2 separate regions of the Drosophila melanogaster genome follow, and region 1 is linked to region 2. The links are chromatin contacts, called in public Hi-C maps. All regions are on one chromosome and are shown on one strand. The core of a region is the stretch at or near the end of the contact, and the rest is flanking DNA. Distances in the headings are between cores, read along the strand shown.

The links. A called contact is a pair of places that touch in the nucleus more often than the background predicts.
Region 1: a contact with region 2 is called in a Hi-C map of the Kc167 cell line, with 1.5 times the contacts expected there. A contact is called at or near these places in 5 of 107 Hi-C or Micro-C datasets (the Kc167 cell line, embryo, eye imaginal disc and 1 more).

What each region holds. Positions count from the first base shown.
Region 1 is chr3R:23,941,830-23,945,107 of dm6, forward strand. It overlaps Gdh (Glutamate dehydrogenase), which reads right to left and starts at 1,272. Exons shown (of 5, transcript NM_206551.3): 1 at 765-1,272. The coding sequence starts at 1,182. CG12268 reads right to left here. Exons shown (of 6, transcript NM_176550.2): 3 at 3,188-3,278; 4 at 2,856-2,965; 5 at 2,336-2,786; 6 at 1,799-2,277. The coding sequence ends at 1,860.
Region 2 is chr3R:23,787,445-23,790,620 of dm6, forward strand. mbc (myoblast city) reads left to right here. Exons shown (of 14, transcript NM_057796.4): 2 at 2,484-2,595. Among named protein-coding and RNA genes, the nearest start is that of mbc, 7.3 kb to the left of the region's middle.

The DNA of each region.
Region 1 (3,278 bases), core at 22-2,521, 150 kb after region 2:
TGGTTAGGGGCGTTACTTTTTTTTTAGCACTTGACACACTGTGCAGTGCTGTGCTCTCATTTCAATTAGAAAGCAAAACACAAGCAAAAGTTCATTATAAATAGCACCCAGCCAAAGGAAAAACAAACAGCAGCGAAAGAATCGAAATACATTTGCCAGCTCGAAAATAATGAAATGTGCGAAAAGCGGGCAGTACATTCAGCATATGTACATCTGTTTTTGAATGGTGGCACACTTGAAGGGTTTGGAAATCTAATGCAAACACGTGTGCCCAACGTCCGAGCCTTATGCAATGCGGCCTAAAAACCCTCAAATAACAAAAAAAAAAAAAAAAAAAATGTGGAGAAAGGGGGAGCCCAGTCGGCTAAAACGTAAACAAAACAGGCGGCAGCGGTACATGCGCAGAACGTGGGGAAAAGGGGGTCTGGTCTGGTGTGGCTTATATACTGGGTTACATAACTTGAAAAATCAAGACGAAATGCCAGAAATGCCTAAGGAAAAATCGATTTTGCATCGAGCGACAACAGCTGTTCTGAGGGTTTCTTAAAACTTAAGTAAGTGTTGACAAATTTTTGCTTTAAACTTGCTAGGTAATTGCATTTTTTGTTTTAGATTTTCAAGGAAAACTGAATCATCTAGTGGTCTCTATAGGTTTGGCACTTTTGTTTGCATCCCTTTTGAAAACCTCTTAACGTCTCATTTTTTACTACCTACGTGCAGAGTTCTGACTATTATATCTTGGGTTATCTTGGATCAACACTTGCCTCCCTTGGTGGGCGTCTTGTGGGTGCTGTGCTGGGCGCGGTAGCCGGTGATCATCTCGTAGTTGCCGGCATCGCGGCGCAGGGGGAAGGCGATCTCGATGATGTGGTCGCAGGGCTGCATCAGCATGAGGATGCCCTTCACCTTCTGCTTCTTCTCGTCGCGGGTCAGCTTGCCCTTCATGTCGTCCACCAGCGATTCCTCGGCGATTTGGCAGCCGCGATGGAAGAAATACTCGACCATGTCGAAGAAGCGCGGATCCTTGGCGGTGGGCACATCCTTGAGGCGGTCGGGAATCTGGTGCTCGGTGGCATAGCCGCGGCTCGACTGCATCACAGCGGTGGGCAGTGCCTTGGCCAGCGTGGCCAGCTCCTGCTGGCGGCGGGCGCCCTGGCGGGCCAGACTCTTCAGGTGATACATGCTGCTAATCGCTTGGATTCTTCGGGTTCCAACTCTTTTTTTATTCTGTTCTACACAACCGCTCGCTACTCGACGCCGCACCAAACTGGCCGAGGCACTCGCATAGATATGTATATATATGTCGGCTTTTTCGGAGCGCCGAGCTTTTTGCTCTCCGGCGAGAGCGGTGCAAACTTTTCACCGAAAAGCTCTGTGGGTGGAGTGCCCGCTAGAAACGCGGCACCACCGCCGGCGGATTACTCGCTTCGTTGCCAGGGCGAGATTAGGTATTTGTTATCGGTTTCACGTTCACGTTTTTCTTTGACTCCAAGATTAAGCTATGATTTATCATCTTCGGCTATATGTTGAATTCAGGGGGGTACTGAGTTTCTTTTAGAAAGCACTTGAAAATCTAAGTAATAAACATCGTACAGTACAATACAAACGATATATACAAGGTATATTTTATATAAGGTGTTTTTTTAAAGGTTTTGCTAAATTTTTTATTTAGAGCTCATACTTTCAGGAATTTACCACGTAACTTTCGGGCTTATCATGCTATTGATCTTTCACACAATTCCTATGTGACTGTTTTGAGTTTTAATCCTTAGTTAAAATAGAAATAAAACACAGCTAGCTTACTTAAAAAGAAACAAAATCTTGTGGACTATATTTGAAGTACATAATTAAAGAAGAGTTTATACATGTATGGTGCTGTTTCGCTCATGGTAAATGGTGCTGAGCGAGGATCGGATGAAGGCATCGCTCCGTTCCACGAAGCCATCCAAATGGGTCCACAGGAACCAGAAGCTCAGGGAGAAAAACAGCACTTTGCTGACCCAGTCGAGGATATACAGCCGTCGCAGGACCTTCCTGGCCTGCGGCAGAGTGTCCTCGCTCTCGCCCAGTATATAGGTGCGCATGCCCACAATGTAGTTACTGATGTATGTCTCCCAATTGACCTGACCCACCGACGTGTCGAAGAGGTCCTGATCCAGGAGGCTCAGCTGACTGCTCATCTCCTGGAAGCGCTCGTTTCGGAACTCCCACCTTTTCGTTGTGTAGTACTGCAGCAGCTTCAGACCCATGGACACTTTGCGTTGGACATTGAGTAAGCTGGATGGGAATAATCCATGTGTTAATAGGAGAACTTAAAATTTAACCGTTTACTTACAATGGCTTTTGGCCAAAGACGAGCAGCCAAAAGTCGATGAAGTATGCGGGCAGATAGTGGAAGAAGATGACGCAGAAAAGGTGGTGGTAGTAGTTCTTTTTGATGGATCCACCCGGATACCAGAGCGCAAAGCTGAGCGGCGTTTCGTAGAAGAATCGACGACCCGTCTCGATGCTGTCGCCCCAGGACATCAGCGCCTTGCTGGAGATGCACAGATTGCAGAACTCAACACCCGTCTGCTTGTTACCCTTCTCCTGGCTGGCCTTTCCGCGCTGATAGCCGCACAGGATCATGCCGTTAATGGCCTTGTCTACGGGTATCACCGTGGAGGCGTAGTCCGGATTGCAGTGCATCGATCGGATGACTCCGCGGGCGGCGCCGATCATTAGGCCGGTGGGTCCATTGACGCCCTCGATCCAGCCGGGCAATGGCTCGTGAATGGCGGCCGTCACTGCAATGGATTTAATAAAGCAATTAGCCAGGAGGCACAAAAACAGAGTAGACACTATGGTATACCCACCGATCGAGGGCCTTGTGATGATTATGGGCAGCTTATTGTTGTATCTGCAAATTAAATCTTCCGACAGCGCCTTGCTGTAAGCGTACGTGTTTGGCAAGCCGTTTAGTAATCTAAAAATAAGCCAAAGAAACTGGTTATTAGGTGCCACCAAGGTACGCCTGTAAAGGAGCATGAAACTATAGGCACTTCATTATATTTCAGCCAGTATTTAGATAGCCCAAATCTTTATAAGCGTTTGTTTACTAAAAGTAAGTGCTGCTCAAAATTCATTGGACGCGAATAATAAGAGCAATAATATCTGCGGCTCAGGAAGAGCAATTTCAACCACTTACTTGGGTGTAATCTCCGCCAGAGCTTCGTCGTCCATCGTCTCCACCATTTCGATGATGGAGAAGGGGTTCTGTGGAGCCGGGTAGGCTCGCT
Region 2 (3,176 bases), core at 112-2,611:
CTGAACGAAAAGGGGAATTTCTAACTGATAATCTTTCTACAACAATATCAAAACACAACCAGAAAAGAATATGTTATATTTATATGACCTTATGAACTGATCGTCGTGAATCGTATTTAAAATATTTTCCACCGTGCATTTCTAAAATGAACCTAGTTCATTGTACGAGTATACTTTGCTTGGTCTACCTGCCTGCCTGTTGAGTGCTGACTGTTTTCGACGGTTTTCTATATTGGTCCGAACCCTTTTTCCTTCTCGCTGCCATTGAGCCGTGACTCCTCCGCCCTGCGATCTCTGTGTATTTATAGTCCAACAAGTTGTGCATTTCATTATTTATGCTGGTTTCCGTTAGTCAACAAGTTTGTCGCGCTGCTGCAGTGAAGGAAAAAAAGGGTCTTGGGATAGGCTTTGTTTCGCTTATCGACAAACCGAAGGAAAGGAAATGGGCTCGATTTAATGACGTTTTTGATCGTTCTTGAACTCAACTGCCTTAACTTAACTCCACTCACGCAGGGGTTCTGGTTCTTTATAGGTGTGGCATTCCCTGTGACTGATTGCTTGACCGCAGCGGTACTGTTGCGTCGTAGGCGTCGACGTCGGATGATTCATTGCCATTTCCGAGTATTTATATTACTTGCGCATAAATAGCTTCCAGACGTGGAAAGCAGTGAATTCCGCCTAATCGCTCTGCGCATTGGATATTAATAATAAACTCAATCAATTCGATAAGTCTTTAATTACTTAGATCTATATTTACGCGCTTCTTGCGAAACTTTCCCAGCTGGGAAAGCTCTTCTAAAGAGGCTCGTTCAACTGGTTTCCGCAATTGACCCAGTCCCACTCCAAGTTAACTTTCCACGCAATTGGACAGACGAAATCAAATGCAAAGCGCAAAAAAAGTAGCAGACAAAACCATCTCACACGTAGAGTACACTTGTGGTCAAAATGATAGCAGGAAAATATAAATATTATTGGTCTATTCTATTTGGTACGAACAGTACAATATATACTCAAACGCTAACTTTTAAGCATCCTTGGAATCATGATCTTTACGTACCAATTCCCATATTTATGATTTTACAAACCAAATTAGCCTTATACATATAAATAGGCATGTGAATGAACCATATTTGGGTTCGTCGGCAGTGAAGCCCTATTAATTTGCCCTCTGCTGTTGGAGCACAGCAGCAGCGGCACTGAATACCTTTTGCGAATTGCTGCCGCTGTCGCTCTTAATCTACTGTGGAGGTCGTTCTCGCTTGTTATGCTTTCCATCGAGATCGGGCTGCGCGAACATCGCGAGCATCGGTCATTGGACCGTATCCCATTCCGCCGACGCCACGGCTCCACTGCTCCCCTTCTGTTACGCATTCGCCATCGGCACCACCGCCAGTCCCAGTTCCAGTCGCAGCACCACTATTACCACAGTCATCAGCACCACCATCGGCAACAACAGCACCACCCGGAGCGTGCCACGCGAAGGCGGCTCAACTTGGATTTTGTATCTCTTGCGCTTGACTGCGGCGATGGGGACTCGAGTACAAGTACGAGGGTTTTTATTGGGGGATGCACATTTGTGTGTGTTCAACAATATGTGTTATATACGTACGCTGTTGCTTATATCTCAAACTTGCACTATCAGGCAAGAAGGAAGTTTGTCGGCGTCGATGGTTATGTCCCATTATGTCTCGTGCGGCGAAGCAAAAACACAACTACTCCTAAGGGAGTGCATGTAATGGGTTTTTGTAAGCTAATTTGATTAATATTAAAACAACTTTATACGCTGCGGTAGCAGTGTTGTAATTATTCACTTACGAAATCTTTATGACTGTTATACATGAGCTCCAAACCTGCCGCAATTTATAACTTATGGCAGTTTGTTAAAAAAATCTTAAATTAAACCAACAGAGTTTGCACACTGTTCCTCTTGTCACATGTATTAGTTTTGCGACTTATTTAAAAATGGACCACTTATCTTAGCACTAGCAGCAGATTCCGGTATGCCAAGCTGTATTTCCGACTTCTTGGTGCGATAACAGTAAGCATTCACAATGCAAGTGCGTCATTTGCAGTTCCCGCCAGACATCCAAGTCTTATCGACAGTGGGTTTTCGAGGAAGTTGCCTAAAGCGAGATACAATTTGTATGTTAGATCTCACGTATGAAATGGATTGGTTGCACAAGCGCTTAGAAGAAGGGGATTCCGGTGGGACGACGTTGGTGGATGGCGGGGGTGCGTCCGAGGGTTTATCAAATATCCCATCCGCTTGGGTGCACAGATAGCGACAACCCAGTTTCCGATGATCAGCGCGTCCCCCTCATGATGGTATGGGCTAATTGATAACCTTCCGCTCCCGTTGATTCGCGTTGATTTCGCTGTGATTTCGTTCAGTTCGCAGCGGCTGACAACTGGAAAAGGTGCTTTAGACTAAGCTCCCATTGCATTTGATTTTATACTAATTTTAAAATGTATCTTCCTTTCAGCCAAGTGCAATTTCGACCAGGAGTCGAAGCCACATCGCCTTAATCTGGATGTGGGTGATGCGGTCATAATTCTTAAGGAGACCACCCATTGGTACTACGGCTACAGACAAAAGTGAGTAGTTCTGCAAATTAAACAAAAAGTTGAGGGAAGCTTTAAAAAGTTACTTACAACTTACGTGAACTACGGACAAGAAATGTTTCCATCCTGAAATCACTTTGTAACAGATAGCGAAAACAACTTGTAAATCACTTGACTTCATTAATTTCCTTGTAAAGTATGCACTGCTATTATTTTGATCGGTGTAGCTTGCCTAATCAAACAATCTGCTAGATCTTTTCCCCCGACTTTCACTGCAATCTCGTCGTTTGTCTAATGCATATGCATGAGCGTTGGGGAAACATCCCAGACATTAGCAGACAAAAAAGTGGCAGACAATCGACAGACAGACGGAAAAGCAGAAGAAACAGCAGCCAGCAACCAAAGCAAAGCAAAGTTCAGAAGCGGAAATGCTTGAAACAGATATTTCACAGGCACATTCAGAGTGAAGCAATCGTAAATCAGGTACACAAGCGCCGCACATTTGGCTCGACCTTTGTTTACCGCTCAAGATGCCTGGGTATTTCGAGGAAATCTGTGCCAGCGCTCTTGCCCAACGCTCCTTCATCCTTTACTCCAAACAGATGCCACCATAT